Linked DNA regions of Mus musculus: region 2 is linked to region 1. Evidence: chromatin contacts called from public promoter capture Hi-C data. All regions are on one chromosome and are shown on one strand. The core of a region is the stretch at or near the end of the contact, and the rest is flanking DNA. Distances in the headings are between cores, read along the strand shown. Region 1 holds the start of Hnrnpf (heterogeneous nuclear ribonucleoprotein F). Region 2 holds the start of Cdca3 (cell division cycle associated 3).

The links. Promoter capture Hi-C pulls out the DNA fragments that hold promoters and counts their contacts.
Region 2: a contact with region 1 is called in a promoter capture Hi-C map of cranial neural crest. The contact joins the promoter of Cdca3 here to the promoter of Hnrnpf in region 1.

Annotation. Positions count from the first base shown.
Region 1 is chr6:117,905,314-117,908,492 of GRCm38.p6, reverse strand. Hnrnpf (heterogeneous nuclear ribonucleoprotein F) reads right to left here and starts at 1,711. Exons shown (of 4, transcript NM_133834.2): 1 at 1,654-1,711. 4933440N22Rik reads left to right here and starts at 288. Exons shown (of 2, transcript XM_017321877.1): 1 at 288-389; 2 at 652-2,687. The coding sequence starts at 288. The coding sequence ends at 1,383.
Region 2 is chr6:124,828,422-124,831,600 of GRCm38.p6, reverse strand. It overlaps Cdca3 (cell division cycle associated 3), which reads right to left and starts at 1,425. Exons shown (of 6, transcript NM_013538.5): 1 at 1,328-1,425; 2 at 951-1,098; 3 at 113-239. The coding sequence starts at 1,070. It overlaps Usp5 (ubiquitin specific peptidase 5 (isopeptidase T)), which reads left to right and starts at 2,117. Exons shown (of 20, transcript NM_001326594.1): 1 at 2,117-2,316. The coding sequence starts at 2,206.

The sequences.
Region 1 (3,179 bases), core at 462-2,961:
CAGCACGAAGGGAAGAAAGACTTAAGTATTAACTATTTCCAGATATCGTCTGTCTTGTTCAACTAGAAGAATTAAATATTTAAACCACCCCCTGGACAGAGCGATAGATCATTGTGACAGGGACCCTCAATTCAATCCCAAGGACCCAGTGCTGGAAAAATCCATTTCTTCACCTTATCCCCTCACCTCCACGCACAAATAAACATTAAAGGAAACCGACTAAAATAAGCCCAAAAGTTCCGTAAACAAAACTGCCCAGGTTCAGGAGACCGATCCCGCACAGCCACATGGCGGCCACCCGCGCTCGCTCGCCCGCTTACTCCGCAGCCCGACTTGCAGGTAGGAAAGAGGCCCATTTGTTTGTTCCCGGACTGGCAGGGGCAGAAAAGGTCGCTGGGTGGGAGTCTTAGGGCACATGGGGCTGCCTCTCCGATCCCGCCGGGTCGGGAAGGCTCCGGAGAGCACGCGCCGAGGGAAGGCCGAGCGGGCCCACCTCAACTTTTCCCAGACACGTGAGGCTCCACAAACACAGCACAAAAGTGCTCGTAACTGCGGCTAAGGCCGACTAACCCACCTAGGCAAAGACTCCGCACCCCACACGCTAACACGATACCTCTGGGGGACGGGACCGGCGCAGACCGGTGCTCCTAGCTCCCGGGCCGCCACGAGGAGGAAGCGAGGCGCTCGGCTTCGCTCGGGCCGGGCGTGGGCGGTGGGCGGAGCCGTCCCGCCCAGTCTTGTGAAACTCCGGGCGCCTCGGGCCACGTGAGCGCCCGCTCGTCTTTCTCCAAACTACAACCACCGCCCGGGCCTGCCGGGGGGCCGCTGACAGAGCGTAAGCCGCGGTGGGTGAGAAGCGCTCCACCCTCACCCCCCCCCCCAATATCCCGCCGAGGAAGCCGCGCCTGCGGGCGGGGTGGGGGGGCGGCTCTGAGGAAAGCCGCGCTTTCTCCGGGCGGGCGTGGGCCGCGGCTGCGGTCTCCCAGGCCCTCCGCACACCTCAGCCCAGAGGCCCGGCCCTACCGACCGGACTCCAGCCCTCAGTCCCCGCTCCCCCGACCGCACACCTCGGCCACGCGGCCCAATCCCCGTCGAAAATGCGCTGAACTTCGGCTCCCGACCCCAAACCCCGGCCACGCGGTCCCCAGCTCCGTGGGCAGCCTCCGCACGGCTATGGCTGTGCGGCGGCCACCTCGGCCCCGTTCCTTCCGAGTCCGGATCCCACGCCCGCCATCCAACGCCCGCCGGGCCCAGGCGCCAGCACACCCCGCCGGCGGCCCTCACCTCCGGCTTCTCGGCTCCACGCTCCCACTCACATCCGGACCTCGCCGGCCCTCAGAGCACCTAGAGGAGGGTGGAACCCCGGGGACTTGGCAGTTGTAGCTGAGGCAGTTGAGGCTTGTTTACTGTCACCATGGAAACCCCCACAGGCGCGCTCGCGGGACGGCCTCAGCGGGGCGAGTCAACCGCGCGGCCGGCCTGCTCCTCAACTCCCGCCTGCCGAGCGCCAGCGGCGCCTCCGGAAGCCCTCCTGATCCCCGGTCCGCTCCCCGCTCGGCCCACGCCCCGAGCACCCGGAAACAGTAGCCCGGGGAGCCCACTTTCCCTTCCCACAGCCGGCGTGACCGCGGGCTGGCCTTCCCCGAACCCCACCTTCAGGAAGACGAGGCGCAGTCCTCCTTCCACGACGGAGCCGGAAGGATGCAAGACGGTGATGGGGCGGAGCCTCAGGCAGCGGACATCCGGGCACAGGGCAGCCGCGGCGCCATTCTGACGAGCCCAGAACGGAGCCTAGGATTGGCCGGGGGAGGGAGAGGGGCGGGACTAGAGAGCTGTGGACCCGCCTCTGAGTCCCGGAGAGGACAGTGACGGCGCAGGCGCAAACATTGCGGGGGGGGGGTAGCAGGGGGAGGGGGCGGGCAAACGAGGGGGGGGGGGGAGACAGCAAGGTGGAGGGGGTTGTCCATAAAGAGACCTGTGGGCTGGTGAGTCGGTGGACGCTGAATTCTGCACGCGTGTCTCCGCATCCCGAAAAGTGATCCCAAAGGAATCAATGACCGCATGCGTGCGGAAAACTAGAATGGTGTCTTATGTAAAAGAAAGACCGCCTAAGGGCATCTCAGGCAGTCCGGAGGGATTTGTCTGAAGTTTCTAACTCTCAGCACTATGTGAACGCTGGGACAGATTTTCTTGATGTGTAATAATTTGGGAGGATTCTCTGCGAGATGTCGAGATACAAGCTAAAGTGAAGATTATTTTTGAAGCTTCCAGAGCCGCCTAGGCGGGCGTAGGAACACGAGCTGGTTCCTACGAACTCCATTTCTGCATGGAGGCGGCCGAGGCTACAATGCATGGTCGCGAGCTGCTGTCTATATAAACACTGGAGAAATTACAAGGCCGTTCAGAATAATCTCTGGTTATAAGTGAACTACAGTGATGAAGGAAACGTTTATAAAACAACACACCAGACTAACTCCAGAAAAAGGAAAGAAAACTTTGAGAGGAAAACCTGTCCAAGAAGAAAAATAGAAGTCAAATGATAGAAAACAGATGCTACAAAAGTTAGATAAGTATTCGTGAGCACTAAACCCAGAGCCTTGTAGTTGGCAAATTACATCCCCCACCTCTGATGTTTGTTTGTTTGTTTGCCCAGGGAGTGGGGCATTAAAATTGTTAAGTTCGTGCGAGTTATCACCACACTTTCAACTGAAGTCAGAGGACAATCCTGAGTGTTCTCTCCTTCCACCATGTGGGGTCCTGATCAAACTCAAGGTTGAAAGGCCTGTGCAGCAAGTTCTGCTGAGACCTCTCACCCTGCTCCTTGGGTGGTTTTATTTATTTTTAAAGTTCCTTACTATTGCCAGAGAAAGGTGCAAGTGACTTCTAACCTTGAAGAAGCCAGAGAGCAACTTTTCACAAGTATTTTCATTTCCCTTAGGTGAGTTCCAGGGGTCAAATTGAAGTTCCCAGATTTTTACAGCCAGAGGTTTCACTTTTGAGCTCCCTCTGTCTGACTGCAACCCAGGCTGGCTTCCAACTCTTGTTTTGTTTTGTATTGTTTCTTTTGGTTCCCCACACCCCCACCCTAAGACATGGTATCTCTGTTGTAAAGCTGGCTGTCCTGGAACTCACTATGGCTCCAATTCAGAGATCCACCGGCCCCTGCCTCCTGAGGCATA
Region 2 (3,179 bases), core at 176-2,675, 6.9 Mb before region 1:
AATAAATAAACAACAACAACAACAACAACAACAACCCAGTAAAACAAAAATGGTGGTGAAAGCACCCTAGAATAGGTGTCAGTTTCAGGCACCCCCTGAGCCCATCACTTGCCTGGACCACTGATCTTCATGGGTGTCCGTGCAATGCCAAGAGTAGGAGAGCGGGGATCTGGGTCTTGTGCCTGTTTGAGACCGTTCAGCTGTTCTGCTGGTAGGCTTGGCTGTGGAGAGCTCTCTACCTGTCAATACCACAGGTTAGAATAAGTCTGGGCCCTGGGCTGGAGAGATGGCTCAGCGGTTAAGAGCACTGGCTGTTCTTCCAGAGGTCCTGAGTTCAATTCCCAGCAACCACATGGTGGTTCACAACCATCTGTAATGGGATCTGATGCCCTCTTCTGGTGTGTCTGAAGACAGCAACAGGGTACTCATATACAAAATAAATAAATAAATCTTTAAAAAAAAAAAAAAGTCTGGGCCCTGACCTTTATCTCCTCCCCATATTTCTAGCCAGACCTGCGACTGCCCAGTGCAGGTTAAAGAATGCAGAAAGTTGCCAGGCACGGTAATGGCACATGCCTTTTATCTCAGTACTTGGGAGGCAGGAGGATCTCTATATGTTTGAGGCCAACCTGGTCTCCATTGTGACAGGGCTACATGGTGAGACCCCGTCTTTAAAAAAAAAAAAAAAAAAAAAAGGCAGAAAGTCAGCTAATGAAAAAAGAGATCATGTATTTGAAAGACAGCAAGGAGGGGTATACGGAAGGGTTTGGAGGGAGGGACAGGCAGATATGACAAGATTATATTAGAGCCTCAAAAATAAATAATAAAAGGGGGAGGGATGGAGAAAGTAGGGTTCCAGTGGCAGTGGGAATGAGGGCTCATGTAAACAAGCTAGGCAGAGGCCCGCATCCAGACAGCCTCCCTGCATTCCCCAGCCCAGCCCAGTATACCTGAATAGGAGTGCGCTGGATGCCAGCACTAGGTGAACGAGGGTCTGCTACTCGAGCCACTTGCTTGTTGCGTGGCAGAGGCCGTGCTGGAGTGCCTGAGACGCTCTGAGTCGAACCCATCTCCACTGGGGCTGGGGACGGGGCCCGGCTGTGCAGATGCAGAGGAAGGGACGTCCGTCAGAAGAGACTCAGAGCTTACTGCTTCCGTGTCGGACCTCTGACCCCATACCCACCCGATCTTCCCAGCTTCCAGCAGAGGAACCTCCGGGTCGCTAGCCCAGAGAACTCTGCAAGGATAACGAATGGAGATTTTTAACAGAGCAGTCAGGTCTGCGGGAGCCTTCGTATTTAACCACTAATTCATTCACATTACTTACCGGGCCCCAGCTCGACCTCTGCCCGAACACCAGCTAGAGAAATAACTCCCAAAGCCCGGAGTTTCAAACTTCCCTCCACGCCCCCTGCCCCGACCCTATTGGCTAAGCCGAAGCAGACTCTCATAGGCCAGTTGTGGAAAATGCGCCTTCCGGAGCAGAAAGCCATTGGTCTGAAGGATGTCTATCATGAGGACTGGCCAATGGGCTGAGGACTGGCTTGCCCTCCGGTGGTGGCTCCGTGAGCTGGGGACTTTTGTTTAGTATCAGCCTGACAGCGGTGGACTTGATGGGTGCCACTCGGCCTTTCTGTTTCATTAAACAAAATAGAATGAGTTATCAGACTGTATGCACAAAGCCAGCTGGAGACGGAGTTAATATGGTTTGTCTAAAGCGAAACAGCCATCCTTATTGGTTGACGGAGTTATCACGCATCTCTCAAAATCGCCTCATTGACTACTGCTTTTCAAATACCAAGACAAGTGCTTTCTGATTGGACGAGTCCTTGGCAAAGTTTCAGTAATCAATGCGTTTAAACAATTCACAGTTTCTGCTCTGCACGTAAGGCATTCTAGAGTCCTTGAATCACAGCTCCTGCAACTCCCAGCCCTCCTGGAACCGCCACATGAGCACTTGCCCTGGGAGAGCAGGATTGGTCCTTTCGGCCATCAGTTGTACCCGCGGCGCTTTTTATTGGTATTCGCTGAGTGGGGGCAGAGGGTGGAGCGCCAGGAGGCAGGCTGGGTCCAACTGCCGATCTCGCGCGTCTTGCCTTTAGCGCATGCGCACACTGAGTCGCGCTCATTGGATGCGAGAGACGGAGGGGGGCGGTACTAGGTACAGTGGGAGCTGCTGTGTGAGGAGGAGCTGCTGCCGGTGTCATGGCGGAGCTGAGTGAAGAGGCGCTGCTGTCAGTGTTACCGACGATCCGTGTCCCCAAGGCGGGAGACCGGGTCCATAAAGACGAGTGCGCTTTCTCTTTCGACACGCCGGTAAGCCCATTCCCCACGCCCGCGACGACCACGACTTCCTTCCATTGCCCTGGTCATTCGGCCAGGCCTGCAAACCTTGGGCTACCGCCTCCTTGCGATGCACCCTGGGACTTGTAGTTTTCTCCATACCTCTCTGCTTTTGCTTTTCATTCTCTGTAGCTGTAGTATGACTACCACTCCCGGAAGCTACAGCTCTCGCCTTGCCCACTCCTGGTCTCGTGAAGCATTATGGGCATTGTAGTTGGCCATGTCCCTAGTTCCTATTCTAAGTTCGAATTGTAACCCGTACGGCGAACTACATCCCCCAGGCGACTCCCAGAAAAACCCTTGAATGTGGCCTTGCACGTTGCGCAGGGCTCTCCGGGTTTTGTAGTTTCATGTGGGAGGAGTAGGGGCGACTCCCCGCTGTTCAGGGCAAGGGTTGAGATTGGGAAGGTATGTATCCTGCAGCTTCTAGTCTGGAAGAGGATGCCAATCTGTGAAGAAGTCCGATTTAGAGAAACACTGAGTTAAATAGCCTCCACTAGTGGTTAATTTGGACAGGGGATGAGGAGGTGGGCCATTGGTCAGGGAGGAGGAAAAATACCCAATGGAGAGTTCTAGTCGTTTTTTCCTTTGAAGTGAACTATAGCCGCGACCCCTCCCATTCCTCCGTCCTTCACAGGTTGCCGAGACAACCCCTCTCTCAAGTATTCCTTAGAAAGGGTTTCTTTGGAGGATGCTAAGGCCCCTTTCTCGTCTTGCTCCCACTCTTGTCTAGTTAGACAAAGCCGCCACCCACACCGTGCTTCACGTTCTGCAGGCTCCACCTTGTACCTCCCTTCCTGCAGTTCTGCCTTCCTGTGTCATCTTCAGCCAGAGAG